2 separate regions of the Salvelinus alpinus genome follow, and region 1 is linked to region 2. The links are chromatin contacts, called in public Hi-C maps. All regions are on one chromosome and are shown on one strand. The core of a region is the stretch at or near the end of the contact, and the rest is flanking DNA. Distances in the headings are between cores, read along the strand shown. Region 1 holds the start of acsf3 (acyl-CoA synthetase family member 3). Region 2 holds the start of aprt (adenine phosphoribosyltransferase).

Evidence for each region. Hi-C and Micro-C count contacts between places; a contact is called where the count stands out from the background.
Region 1: a contact with region 2 is called in a Hi-C map of red muscle, with 6 times the contacts expected there. The contact joins the promoter of acsf3 here to the promoter of aprt in region 2. A contact is called at or near these places in 2 of 3 Hi-C or Micro-C datasets (muscle and red muscle).

Annotation. Positions count from the first base shown.
Region 1 is chr33:14,319,703-14,326,326 of SLU_Salpinus.1, reverse strand. acsf3 (acyl-CoA synthetase family member 3) reads right to left here and starts at 1,595. Exons shown (of 11, transcript XM_071381654.1): 1 at 1,512-1,595; 2 at 94-892. The coding sequence starts at 798.
Region 2 is chr33:14,153,799-14,160,154 of SLU_Salpinus.1, reverse strand. aprt (adenine phosphoribosyltransferase) reads left to right here and starts at 2,440. Exons shown (of 5, transcript XM_071381665.1): 1 at 2,440-2,776; 2 at 3,037-3,140; 3 at 3,518-3,651; 4 at 3,802-3,880; 5 at 4,073-5,548. The coding sequence starts at 2,685. The coding sequence ends at 4,212. It also overlaps the pseudogene LOC139562859.

The DNA of each region.
Region 1 (6,624 bases), core at 346-2,845, 170 kb before region 2:
TACATCATTATGATAAAAAGCAGTGTACAGAATAACATAGTATTCATCTTATGCTCACAATTAATGCATATAACAACTGAATAATCAATTTACCATGGCCTGAATGTTGCTGTGAGTGTGGAGAACCCCTTTGGGCCTGCCTGTGGTGCCGCTGGTGTAGATGATCATGGCAGGACGCTGGGCCCAGTCTGTGATGCCAGGCTCAGGCTGGTTCTCTGGGGCTTCCAGCAGGGAGCTGAGGCTGGAGGTGGGGGGCAACTGCAGGTAGGGCAGTCCCAGTCTGTGGGCCAGGGGCTCCATGGTGTCTGCGTACGGCTGCCCAGCCACCAGCAGGGAGCTCTGGGAGTCAGAGATGATGTACTCCAGCTCAGACGGAGGGTGCTTCCTGTAGAGAGGCACGGCCGTGCCGCCACACATCCAGGATGCCCACTGGGCTACCGTGTACGAGGCATCGTTGGCGCACAGGAAGGAGATGCGCTTCCCCTGCAGGTCCCCAGAGGGACAGTCCAGAGCTGCCTTGATACGCGCAGCCAGGCCCCTACTACTGCCATACAAGTCCCTGTAGCTGTGGCTCCCACTGTCGTCCACTATGGCCAGCTTGTCCTTGTACACTTGGGCTCTGGAAAACACAGGGGCACTGTCCCCTGCTGCAGCCTGCCTTGCTCTTGTGGAGGTGTAGGCTCTCCTCAGGACCTGTCCCAGCAGCCATCTCCCTGGCCCTGCCTCAGACTGCAAGCAGCCAGAGGCCAAAGCAGAGCGCCACAGAGGGACTGAGTGACGTACTGCCCCTGGCAACATGATGGGAGACTATGCTGCTCAAAGCCACCAATGTTATCCTCATAAAAAGTCCATCCTCATGATGTCAAGCCACACAATGGTCGCATTGGAATACCTGTTCATTTTGAGAGTCATAATTAACATAGGCTAAGTGAAATTGTTTTCATAAGAATAGACGCTATCCCTGCTATAGTGATATGACTGTATTTCTGACAGGCTTGCAGTTAGCCTTTATCCACAGTGACACCTCTATGAATACTGTGCAGGCTAGACTGCTGGCAAATATCTTGCTATGCCAAGCTGTTTATTTTGAAAGGACAAATCCTTCAGGGACAGGCAGTGGCACAGAATAATAATCAGTTTGTGGTGAGCACACTGTTGGTTTTTGCTTCATTCACTTTGGTATACAGTTTAGCTTTTACAGATACAGTGAAGTAGCTCTGCAACTTCAGCAAACAGTCTGTCACCTGACTTGATCTTTGGACATGAGGGTAATGGTGCAGCTAACTGGCTAGCTAACGTAACACCACTCAATGAATATGCTCATAAATAGCAGCTAGCTAACTTAGCTAGCTAGATCATGCTGGTGAAGATTTTTAGCGAGAAAACCCGACTGTGTTTTAGATTCTAACATGCGATGTTAGTATGTTTAAACGATATCCGTTTTCTCAAAGAGCGCAATGTTTGCTAAGCTGGTAATTCAAACCTACTGCTAATGTAAATATTCACCTTACCCAAACACCGGTCATTCTTGTGACGGTGCGTCACAATAAAACTCCGAATGGAAACTGAAGCTGGAGTTTAGGGTTCTGGTTGTGAAACACGGAGCAAAGCAATCTGGGACTGAAAATCCAGGTTTTGTTAAATTTGCAGGATAAATAAACAATAGTACAAACAAGTCCTTTTCGTACTGCAATGCTTGACTACTTTAAAACAAAGATGTATCTGTGCTTTATTATGATGTTAGGCTACACTTTCCAGGAAAAGGTGTGGGGTAGGAGGAGATGCTACTCCACTTTAACACAAAAGAGCCAATAACCTCTTGCTAGATTGTTGTACATTTAATTGAGTTATGTTTATGCAATTTGGTAATTCTATTTTATTTTGGGGGGGATTTGTTTTCCTGGATCAAGAGTGGTGAGGAATCAAGTGGTAGAAGACTTGACTGACCTCTTAATATAACCTCTATGACTATCAGTAACCCATTCATTACTGTAAACTATGTCAAATCTCAATGTTTGGAGTTTGAAAACTTGAATCTCTTTCCACCTCCTCTTGCCTCAACCTGGTGGCATCTGTTGTTGAGAATCTCACTAAGACTTCTGTTGTGAACACGTGTCAATTCAAACTGAGACATGGGCCATGAGGGAGATGGAAGAGGAGAGAAAGTGGGATATGCACCCAGAGTTGTTTTGGCATTAGATCACTCTATGCCACTTCTCCAGTGTGCCAACTAGCTTGGCATCATCTCACAGAGCCGGGCACATTCAGCCACCAGCTGGCAGTCGCGGGCCTCAGATAAGAATTGTTCAGACATGGCACTCATTCAAAAAGTTTTCACTTCCCTGAACCCCTACATTGCAAACGAGGATGGCATGTTCCTATGAAACTGGAGGCTTTGTCTCAGAAAAACTCCCCTCCAGTTTCAGAAGTAGTATCGTCAAAGGGAGAGCCATTCCATTCGCAGAGGAAACGCCAGTCGAGAAGATGCCACCAGCAGCTATATCATCTTCATAGAGCATCCCTTTATCAGAATATTGGCTCAGTAATTATTCATGCAGATGACACCGCTATACTGATACGAACTAAACTGTCGAATGTGGATACATATTTTTGTTTTCTACGTTTGTACTTTGGTTACAAAGACCATGTTTGTTTTGGATTAAAACGGCTTATTTGCGGCTGTCGAGATCAGCCATGTTGCTGACACATAGCATAAGGCAGATCTGGAATTCCAGCCACTCAGCACTACACATGGAGCTGCTCTGGAGAGACATACTGGGATGGACACAATGGGGGGCATGGTGACCTGGCGAACAGACGCTTGGCACTCTGCTCTCCTCTCAGGATGCCAGCCAGCGCCTGCCGTCTTGACGGAGCTCCGGAGCGGGCGTGCAACTTGGCCGGCAGCGGGCGCCAACTCCCCTTTCGGTTGGCACAGGACTGGCATAAGACTTCAGACAGGAGAGAGTGTGTGAGAGAAGACCCCCTCATATCTGAGGGAAGGAGAGAAGCGAGCTGGGAGAAGAAACCGTCGGGAGTGCCAGAACATGTGTCAGGTTGGCACCATGTGAGAATGATCTTGGCAAGCGCCTCTACTCTCCCCCTCTTGCCCCACTTGGAACACATGGTACGTCGGCAGCGGCATCTGGCCGCGTTGACTCTCAGCAGCTGCGCTTTGTCTTCGCCAGTTGGGACGCTTGGCACTGCCACTTCATCAACTACCTGTGGATCCTCCCGGGCGTGGAGGGGGCGATGAATTATTCTGAGCTGCAGCTGCAAACTTGACTTCCATCCAAGAGATGCAGCACTGTAAACATATGACTATCTCACACCACCCACATACTAACCACCACGGCCGGGACCACTGCGTTTGGGCTGTGCCCAAGCTTACTGGGATATGTCTCCTTGGGCGATGGTTTATTCTAGGTGAAAGACAGAGATACTGCTTTTTTTCTTGTTGGGAGAAGTTGTTGATGCTTTCAAAAGCCAGCTGAGGATTTTTCTGTACAAAGCTAACAAAAATGCATTCAATCTTTTGCTAAGGAATGATTACGATTGAATGGATGACCTTTCCACTCTCTTTTGAGTCTTTTCAAAATGATCGATGCGGCGGAACCGAGGTCATTTGTTAGAAAAGCTCTTAGAAATATTTTCAACTCAGAGGAAATAAATAACAGAACAAGAGACACTCTCCTTGGTTAACACAGTGTTTATCTTCTTACAGAGCTGTCTGGAGAGGAATTGTATCACATGCTTTGCTATGACTGGATAGCTGTGCTCCATACACTCTTTGGGACTTGACTGGGACCTCACTGATGCCTAATGCTCCCCATCTGTGCAAAAACATGTTTGGTTTATGCTGAACTGTTAATTAAAATGTCTACTATGAAAGGCCCACATGCTAGCTTTCTGGGGCAATTCCCTGAGGTTTACTACTGTACCCTTTTCCAAACGTCAGCAGTTCCATCTCCTTCGGTGATTACAGAGTCCTCACACCAGTTGTAAGGGATATACAGTGTCTCTTCTCAGGATAACTCTGTCATGTTCTTTCAAAGTAACATGAAAGGAAACCTCTCGAGTCTCGACTGAAGTGTAAAACAACTTTTTGTTGTTGTTGCATTAACCACGTATTTGAGATCTGACATCAGGTAGAGGATTTTGACAAAAGCACATCTTCTATTATATTTAAGAGATCCAGACATCCAGATGACTTTGGAGCCTGGGGTTCGCCCCTAGCAAGCTACGTGACCTAATTTGGATTTCAAGTGCTTGTTTCGTTCTGGATGGGGGTTTTTATACAGCGAATAATACTTTGTAGGCGAACAGATAATTTCTGTCAAGATTCAAAGGCCGTTATTTTTCGTGTTCTGCTGATAGTGACCCACTGGGAGTTTGGCTCCATCTGTGTCGCTCTGACCCAGTTTAGCCCTCGGCCACGTCCAACTGTTCCGCATCCCAAACATGTGTGCTGTGGTGGGGGATAAGCAATCATCACCACTCGGGACTCTGAAACACACACTGCAGATATGACACTGGACCCATCTCCTGTCTGCCCATCTTCCCACAGCATATGTCATCAATGCTGGCCCCCAAGAATCCCACTCACTCTGGAGGTGGATTTGGAAAAACCCTCCTGCTTCTGAGGGGTATCCCTTTGTGTGGCAACTGCTAAAATTAGATTATGGCGGGTGTGTGGTGGGGGTGTATATGTCTCTCTCTCTATCTTTGTTTGTACAGTATGTGTTTGTATGTTTATGTGTGTGTGATGTTTTGCCAATCTAGTATCGGCTATAATGTGTGCATTGTCATTGGCCCAGCTGCTCAATGCCTGACCTCTGCCACCCCTGTCTCCCCACCCTCCAGTACTGACCTGGCCAACAAACAACCATGGGGTTGGCAGACAAGCCATGCAGCTCACTAGCCAGGGCAGAGACTTTAAAAATGCCCTTTGTTGGCAAACAGGCATGCAGACAGTATCATTGCACAGGGCTGAGGCCCACTGGGGACCTTGGTGTGTGAGGCACATATGGAGCACCAGGCTGGTGATGAGCTGCTTATGTGAGCTGCTGATGGCCTTGGAGAGCTGCTCCATCTGCATGGGGGATTAATGGCTCTCTAGCCTACTACCTACTTACTGTATATGAGCTTGGACTCAATCAAAGTGACCCAACCCAGGCCAGGCCAGGCCAGGCCAGGACTGAGATGATAGCCTTGTGGCAGGTGGGAGCTGCTTCCTCCAGGTCACACAGTGACAGTATGTTGACTGTACAGTTATGCACCAGGTAGAAACAGTAAGAAATCTGATGAATAGGAGTGTGATAACTAGTGAAGGTTCCTCCAGCAGGTATCCTCAACCAATCAGACACTGAGGGGCTTGCTCCACTGGCTTTATTATAAACTTCATAGAGCAATGGACCGGCTGATGGTTGCCCACTAATGACTTATAGATTCCCTTCTTTCCTTTTCAACATCATTCCAAGGAAATGGAAACAATTGAGCAGGACCGACAATCAGGACTTTTCCCAAATGTACTCCCAGACTAACTCTAACTTTCAGAGATATATGTCATTTAGCAGACACTTTTAGAGTTGAGGAATCACCGCAAGCCACCACACAAAATGTCTTGCTCTGTTTGGGGTTTGCACTTGGAAACGTTATATTACATCCAGATGTCAACTTTGATTCTTTAATCTAATCCATATACGTCCTCTTTCACAATATGTTCCTAATTTAAGGAAAATTGCCAAATTCCTTCCTAAATTCAAATGGAGGGATTGTGTTTATTATGTCTAAGGCATTGCATGTGTTTGCAATACATGATGTTTATGGTTTATGTGGACATGAGAGAAATAAATCATCTGAAACATACATCCCCCTCTTTTAACACGGAGCACTGTTTTTATTTCCCCTATCCTATTTCTCTGCACAAAGCTTGACATCCGTCTGTCTTCCTCTTCACTCTTCTCTCATTACATTACCCACCTCCTCCCCTCTCTCTCCCCCTCTATCTGAGACTGGCACTCTGCTTGGGTGGTGTGTTCACAGAGACACAGTGCCATATGCTGTCTAGCCTCCCAGGGAGAACGTAACAGTACCAGCTCTGCTGCAGTGCTCTGGCTGGGGCTGTGGCTGTACATGGAAGAGTCTATCATCACAGAGCTTATGAGCTCTGAAGGCTCATACATGCTTAACAAGTAATCAAGCACTATAACTTTTTACTGTGAAGTGTTAACCCAAGGGTATATTTGTTCGGGGAATAGTCTTATCAATATCCAGGATTTCTTGGTAATGATCTGACATAATCATTCAGACATAGATAACTTTTCCCTCCATCCAGAAACGTCACACGCCGTATCTACAGAGCCCCTCTCTAATCCCACAGTGGATCTTCATCATTGTCCTCTAGTTTTGTGTCCTCACCTTCTCTCTGTAGCTGAGGGCAGACTCCTCTGTGTAGCTGTGTACTGTGACTGCACCCTCAACTGTTATTGTCTTCATTCTGTGAGCTGCCAGCTCCTGACAGACCTGTCCCATTTTTCAACAAGGGAGCCTCAGAAAGCCCTCCATACTAGTGAACACTTCACGCCTGTCATAAACAACCAGAGAGCTGTTGGGATTGATTCT
Region 2 (6,356 bases), core at 1,191-3,690:
TCGTATGAGTTAAGCTTGTCGGGTTTAAACTGTTTCAGTCATTAGTGTGTACATTCGCTATGGATTATATCAGTTGTTTAAAGGCAGGCAGGTGTCATACAATGATAATAGATAGTCATTTTAGGCTGTACAGCACTTGGAAGACAGCTGCAGATTTATGAAACTGATTTATGAAAAATGTTTTACTAATCATTCAGAGATTGTTTTACACTGATCTATATTGTAGGCCTGCTTTGTTTGTGTGTGAATGTGCATTTGTGTGAGCAGTGACCTTCTGTCATCTGTCTATGTGCTGTGACTGACATCTATTCTCTATGTTAAATTGTATAACCACGCCATTGGTGTGTTGTGTGTGTGGTGTGTTGTTTGTGTGTGGGAGAAGGTGAAAACCTGAGTGTTTGTCCTTGACCAAGCTCTGATTGGAGAGCCTCATGCATCTGTTCAGACATTTTAGGTGAGTCTGTGTTAGTGTGTGAATACAAGATGTAGCCGTATGCCTTTACTGTGCTGTTGTTATTCTGGATGGTGTGACCACATGCCAATATTGACTGAATGGTATGTTTGTATGTGTGGTGAGTGTTTTGCACAACTACTTACGTCTGTGTGTTTCTCTGCAGTGTTGTGACTAAGGAGTACTGGGATGTACTGAGTCGGATCACAGCAGTGGTGGAGAAGCATAAGAAGGGTTTGGTACCAGGTGTGCCCCAGCTCAATATGTGTGACATGGCTGTCATGGTAAGATCAATACTACACAGAATGTCCATTTCCCATGTAGCCTCCTTTAACTTGTTTGATATAATACATTTTGTTTCATAGTATTGTTCTGTGGCTTTTGTTTCCAGTGTTAACATCTCTGACTTGTGTGTTCTTTCACAAAGAAAATTATTTTAGAAAATAAATTGATTAAGATCTTGCTGTAGGGACGCATTTTCTCATTTCCTTTATCTTTTTATAATGCTGAATGCTTTCAGTAAACTATGTGGGCACAATTTCAGATTTGTTTACCAGAGCTATTTTCTTTCCCTTTGTTCGTAAAATAATAGACTATCTTATTGTTATTTGTGGAAAAACACAGCAGTGTGATTCTTGGACCTTTTGTCTCAGCAACTGTTCCTGTGGGTTTTAGCTGCTTTTGTAAAAAATAGGGAGTGTCTGTCTCATTGGTTTTCGTTTTTACAAAACAGCTAAAAAGGAACATTGCTTTGTATGCTCATTGCTGAAGCAGTTTGTCCATGATTCTGAGATCTGTGTATCACTAGTGTAGCAGCAGCTCCCCCATGTGGTTTCCTTGGAGAACATAATTTTAATAATGTTCAGCTCAAGTGAATGAATGTGTAAGAATGTTTTCTGTGGTTTCTTTCATTGACAGAACAGGCACCTCCAGGATGTGAAAAGTTAGGAAAATGCCTTAAAGCACCCAAGTCACAGCCGTGGAAGTGTGACTGGCCGCATTAGCTATCTGTTTCAGCGCCACCCTGGGAAGAGGGAGGATGTCAGCGAAGATGCTGCCTTGATGAAGAGCAATTTTCAGGAATTCAACTTGAATTTCTATTCGTTTTTAACTTGTAATGTTGAAACAGAACAACATATGGTTTGAATGAAGGACATTAACAATGGGACGAATGCTGTCTGTGTACCATATGATTATTAATAGAATGAAGCTGATTTGCAACTGCTTTTTTTATGATGCCATCTCTGTAGATGTTTTCTCTCTCTTTACTTACTTATGCACTATTGTGGAAGACATTTAAATAGGGCAACAACAACAACAAGCTGTTTTAACTAGAATAAAACAATGTTTCATTTTTATGCCACGTTGTTTTTCAAAATGTTCTTGACAGATGTTTTCTAGTGGGCGGCAGATTGAAGATTTCTGCGTCAATCGATGGGTCGTCACTTGTTTCCACAGTCACAAAGTCATAATAATAGTAATTTATTCAACTTCGAGCGCTTTTTATAATAGAAATCGCGAGAGGGTCATCGGTTCGTGGCTTGAGCGGAGGGAACTGGTCAGACGATGGTAAATGATGGTGATGAAGTCTGCTGATGATCTTGTACAGGGCAAGTCGGAATCAGACCGAGTTTTATAGCCACTGGAATTCTCTTCCACTCTGTGAAGCACCTACTTGGGTGACGCCTCGGCATTCCTCTCACTATTATGAGAGGAATATTCATATAATTATTATTGATGACAATTATATTATAGCTAAATCCCGCCTATTTCTACAGTCTATATATATATATATTTTTTTTAAATGTTAAACCTAACCTTAACCACACTGCTAACCGTATGTCTAACCTTAACCTTAAATGACGACCAAAAAGCTCATTTTTGTTGTCATACATTTTTACGATAAAGGCAGTTTATTCTGACTTTGTGGCTGGGGAATCTAGGGAATACCCAATCGATGTCTCGAAGTCAACGAACAGCACGGGTTTGGGGTTTCCACTAGATAGCATATCTACAATTTGCTTTTAATTTAAGGTTAGGCATACGGTCAGCAGTGTAGTTACGTTCAACGTCTGATTTTAAGAAGATACATTGTACAAATAGGCTGAGTTTCTGACTTTGTGGCTGTGGTAACTAGTGACGACCCGGATTTTGTCGCATGACTACCGGCATCTGACCTTTTGCCTCAAAGTCCACACAGACGATTCCACAGGAAGTTAACGCTCAGTTAGACATGGCAGTCCACACGAGAGAAGCAAAGTTAGATTTGGTCACCAAACACATAAAATGTTTTCCTGATTTCCCAAGCAAAGGAATACTTTTCAGGTAACTGTTAGGTAGTGAATGATAGATTATCGCGATAAACCTAGCTAGCTAGCGTTACATTCATGTGCTGAGTTAGATAGCTAGCCATCTTTGCAATGCTAGCTTTCTATTCAAAATAACGTGCATGCGTGTAATACTATTTTGTAGTAGCTAGCTAGCTATGTTGAAATGCTCGATAGAAGATACATTTTACGAGATAGCTAGTTAGAATATTTATTTCAACAGCAAATGTGAATGATGTGTTTTTGTGTGTCACACAGAGACATCTGTCCAATTCTTAAAGACCCGGGTGCATTGACGGCAGTCATCGATCTTTTTGAGGAACATGTGAGGCAGACTCATCCCCAAGTAGAACTGATTGTCGGTGAGTCATCCCCATGGCTGCGTTTAGACAGGCAGCCTAATTTGGTCTTTTGGCCAATCAGATCAGCTCTGAGAAAGATCTGATGTGATTGGTCAAAAGACCAATTGGTGGATAAAATATCAGAATTGGGCTGTCTGTGTAAAAGCAGTCCTTGTCACTGTCATATGCAGCTCCTGAGGAACATTAACACGAGAAGCAATGGGACTGGCGCATGTGTCACTGAGGACACCATGCAGCTCCCCAGTTCTCTTGCTGTCTGGGAATTATGCAATTCTGAGCTCATTGAAGGTTACAGCTGCAGCTGTCATTTAACCACATATTTCCTTCAACACCATGGATGGTCACTGTGTTCTAACAGCGGGATATATGTCCTGTAGGTCTGGATGCTCGGGGATTTCTCTTCGGACCCCTTCTAGCCCAGAGGTTAGGAGTGGGATTTGTGCTGGTCCGGAAGAAGGGAAAGCTCCCAGGGCCTACAGTGTCTGTGGCATACAAACTGGAGTATGGAGAGGTGAAATTGGCTGGTGATGACAGCTGTATTACCTCCTACACCTTTCTGTCCTTTCATATCACAGCTCCAAGCCTCTGAAAAGTACATTTTATGTATTGGAACCTGCTATTTGTTTATAACATTCATGTTCAATTAATATTCCTTCATCAGGCTGAGGTTGAGGTCCAGGAGGATGCAGTGGCTCCAGGAGAGAAAGTGCTTCTCATCGATGATCTACTAGCCACTGGAGGTGAGGCATTTCACTGTTTATGGGGTGTATTTTGTACAAATAAGTGGACAGTGTGACAGATAAAAATATATATTGATTGGAGGGAACTGTGTTTCATTGGCATTACCCGTCTTTGTTTTGAGACTAGTGTCGATGACAATGCCTCCATATTACTCAGTAGTACTCTACCTAACTTTCTCTACTGTTTGTCAGGAACCCTGTATGCTGCCTGTGAGCTCATGAAGAAACAGAATGCAGAGGTAATGGGCTGCATGGTGGTCATTGAGCTCAAAGAGCTCAACGGGGTTGAAAAGCTGAAGCCAAATACCCTCTTCTCCCTGGTGCAGTATTGAGGTCAAAACAATTCCAAGTGTTCCATTCAGTATGGTTTAAAACACACTACTTTGATGCAGTTTACTGTCTTACAGTTCCTACCCAACTGTAATGAATTGTGATGGAGACTTTTGTTTTTGTTACATAGGTGAACTTTTCAAAGCATTGTTATGTACTATAAAGCAAATGCCATTCATTTTATAAGTATACATAGTACGTCTGTGACGGTTATGGAATTCTGGAAGACTATTTGGCCAGCCAAATGACCACGGTCACTGTAATAACTGTTCGAATAGCAGCAACAACAAAAATATTTTTACACACATTTTTCTCCTCTCCTCCACGTGCCGTCATATGAATAGAACAGGCGTCCCCATTCAAGTCAATAATGGCATAATGGGTGGACTGGCGAAAGCAGGAAGAGTACCATAGAGAAAGAGGCGAAGCGAGCTGATTCTCTCTTCCCAAAACCGGTCCACATGAGATTAACCCTTTTTTCTATGGAACTCTGTCAAATTACGTGAGGCTTCTTTGATAACAATGTGCAATTGAAAAGCCACTTATTCTTACATTGGTTCAAAATACTGACCCTCAACAAGGTGTAGATGAGAAATAAATAAAAAAAATGCCAAAAGGAAGTGCTGGCTGGCTTGTCTCTGAAGCTAAGCAGGGTTGTCCCTGGATGGGTGACCAGATGCTGCTGGAAGTGGTGTTGGAGGGCAGTAGGAGGCACTTTTTCCTCTGGTCTTAAAAAATGCCCCAGGGCAGTGATTGGGGACATTACACTGTGTAGGGTGCCATCTTTCGTATGGGATGTTAAACAGGTGTCCTGACTCTGGTCACTAAAGAGCACATGGCACTTATTGTTAATTGGGTGTTAACCCCGGTGGCCTGGCTAAATTCCCAATCTGGCCCTCACAACATGGTCACCTAATCATCCCCAGCTTCCAATTGGCTCATTCATCCCCCTCTCATCTTGGTCGGTGCTGTACATGGGAATGTGTTCTCAGCCAATTTAACTGGTAAAATAAGGGTTAAATTATCTATATGACATTGAGAAAAACTTAGTTTTGCAAGCATATCTGCCTTATTGCCATTTCTATTGTTTGAGCAGTCACAACTTTCTTGTCAATATAGACCATCTGCGTGTACCCATCAATGTGCTATTATTTTCATTACTGTCTTCATCTATAACCATTAGTTGTGCTAGCCCTCATTTATATGCAATAAGTATCAATGTCTAAAGATACCTTCTGTTATGTACTGGTGCAATTGAGACATTTTGTCAGTATACTTGTTTCACCATGACTGGTTAATTGTTTCAAACTTGTGCAGAATAAAAATGAACTTTTCACATTGGAGAAACATGTGCACTACAGAATAAGAACCTGCTTGTTGTAAATCTGTGCAAGCAAAAAAGGCAGTTTGACATGGGTAACTAGAAAGGTTTATTACAGAAGTAAGACAACGGTGTCATACTACCTAATCAACCAGAAACAGTCTCCCGCAACTGTAAAACCACCCACAAAATCAGTCAGTGTTAGAATTGACAAAATCATTGCACAGTTTTAATCTATACAAAAATGACACATGGTTATTGAATTGGTACAAGTTATTTTACTTGCTTTACAAACCAGCCATACATTGTACAATAATCAAAGACTTGAAGTCACAAATATATACACTGCTCAAAAAAATAAAGGGAACACTAAAATAACACATCCTAGATCTGAATGAATGAAATATTCTTATTAAATACTTTTTTCTTTACATAGTTGAATGTGCTGACAACGAAATCACACAAAAATGATCAATGGAAATCAAATTTATCAACCCATGGAGGTCTGGATTTGGAGTCACACTCAAAATTAAAGTGGAAAACCACACTACAGGCTGATCCAACTTTGATGTAATGTCCTTAAAACAAGTCAAAATGAGGCTCAGTAGTGTGTGTGGCCTCCACGTGCCTGTATGACCTCCATACAACGCCTGGGCATGCTCCTGATGAGGTGGCGGATGGTCTCCTGAGGGATCTCCTCCCAGACCTGGACTAAAGCATCCGCCAACTCCTGGACAGTCTGTGGTGCAACGTGGCGTTGGTGGATGGAGCGAGACATGATGTCCCAGATGTGCTCAATTGGATTCAGGTCTGGGGAACGGGCGG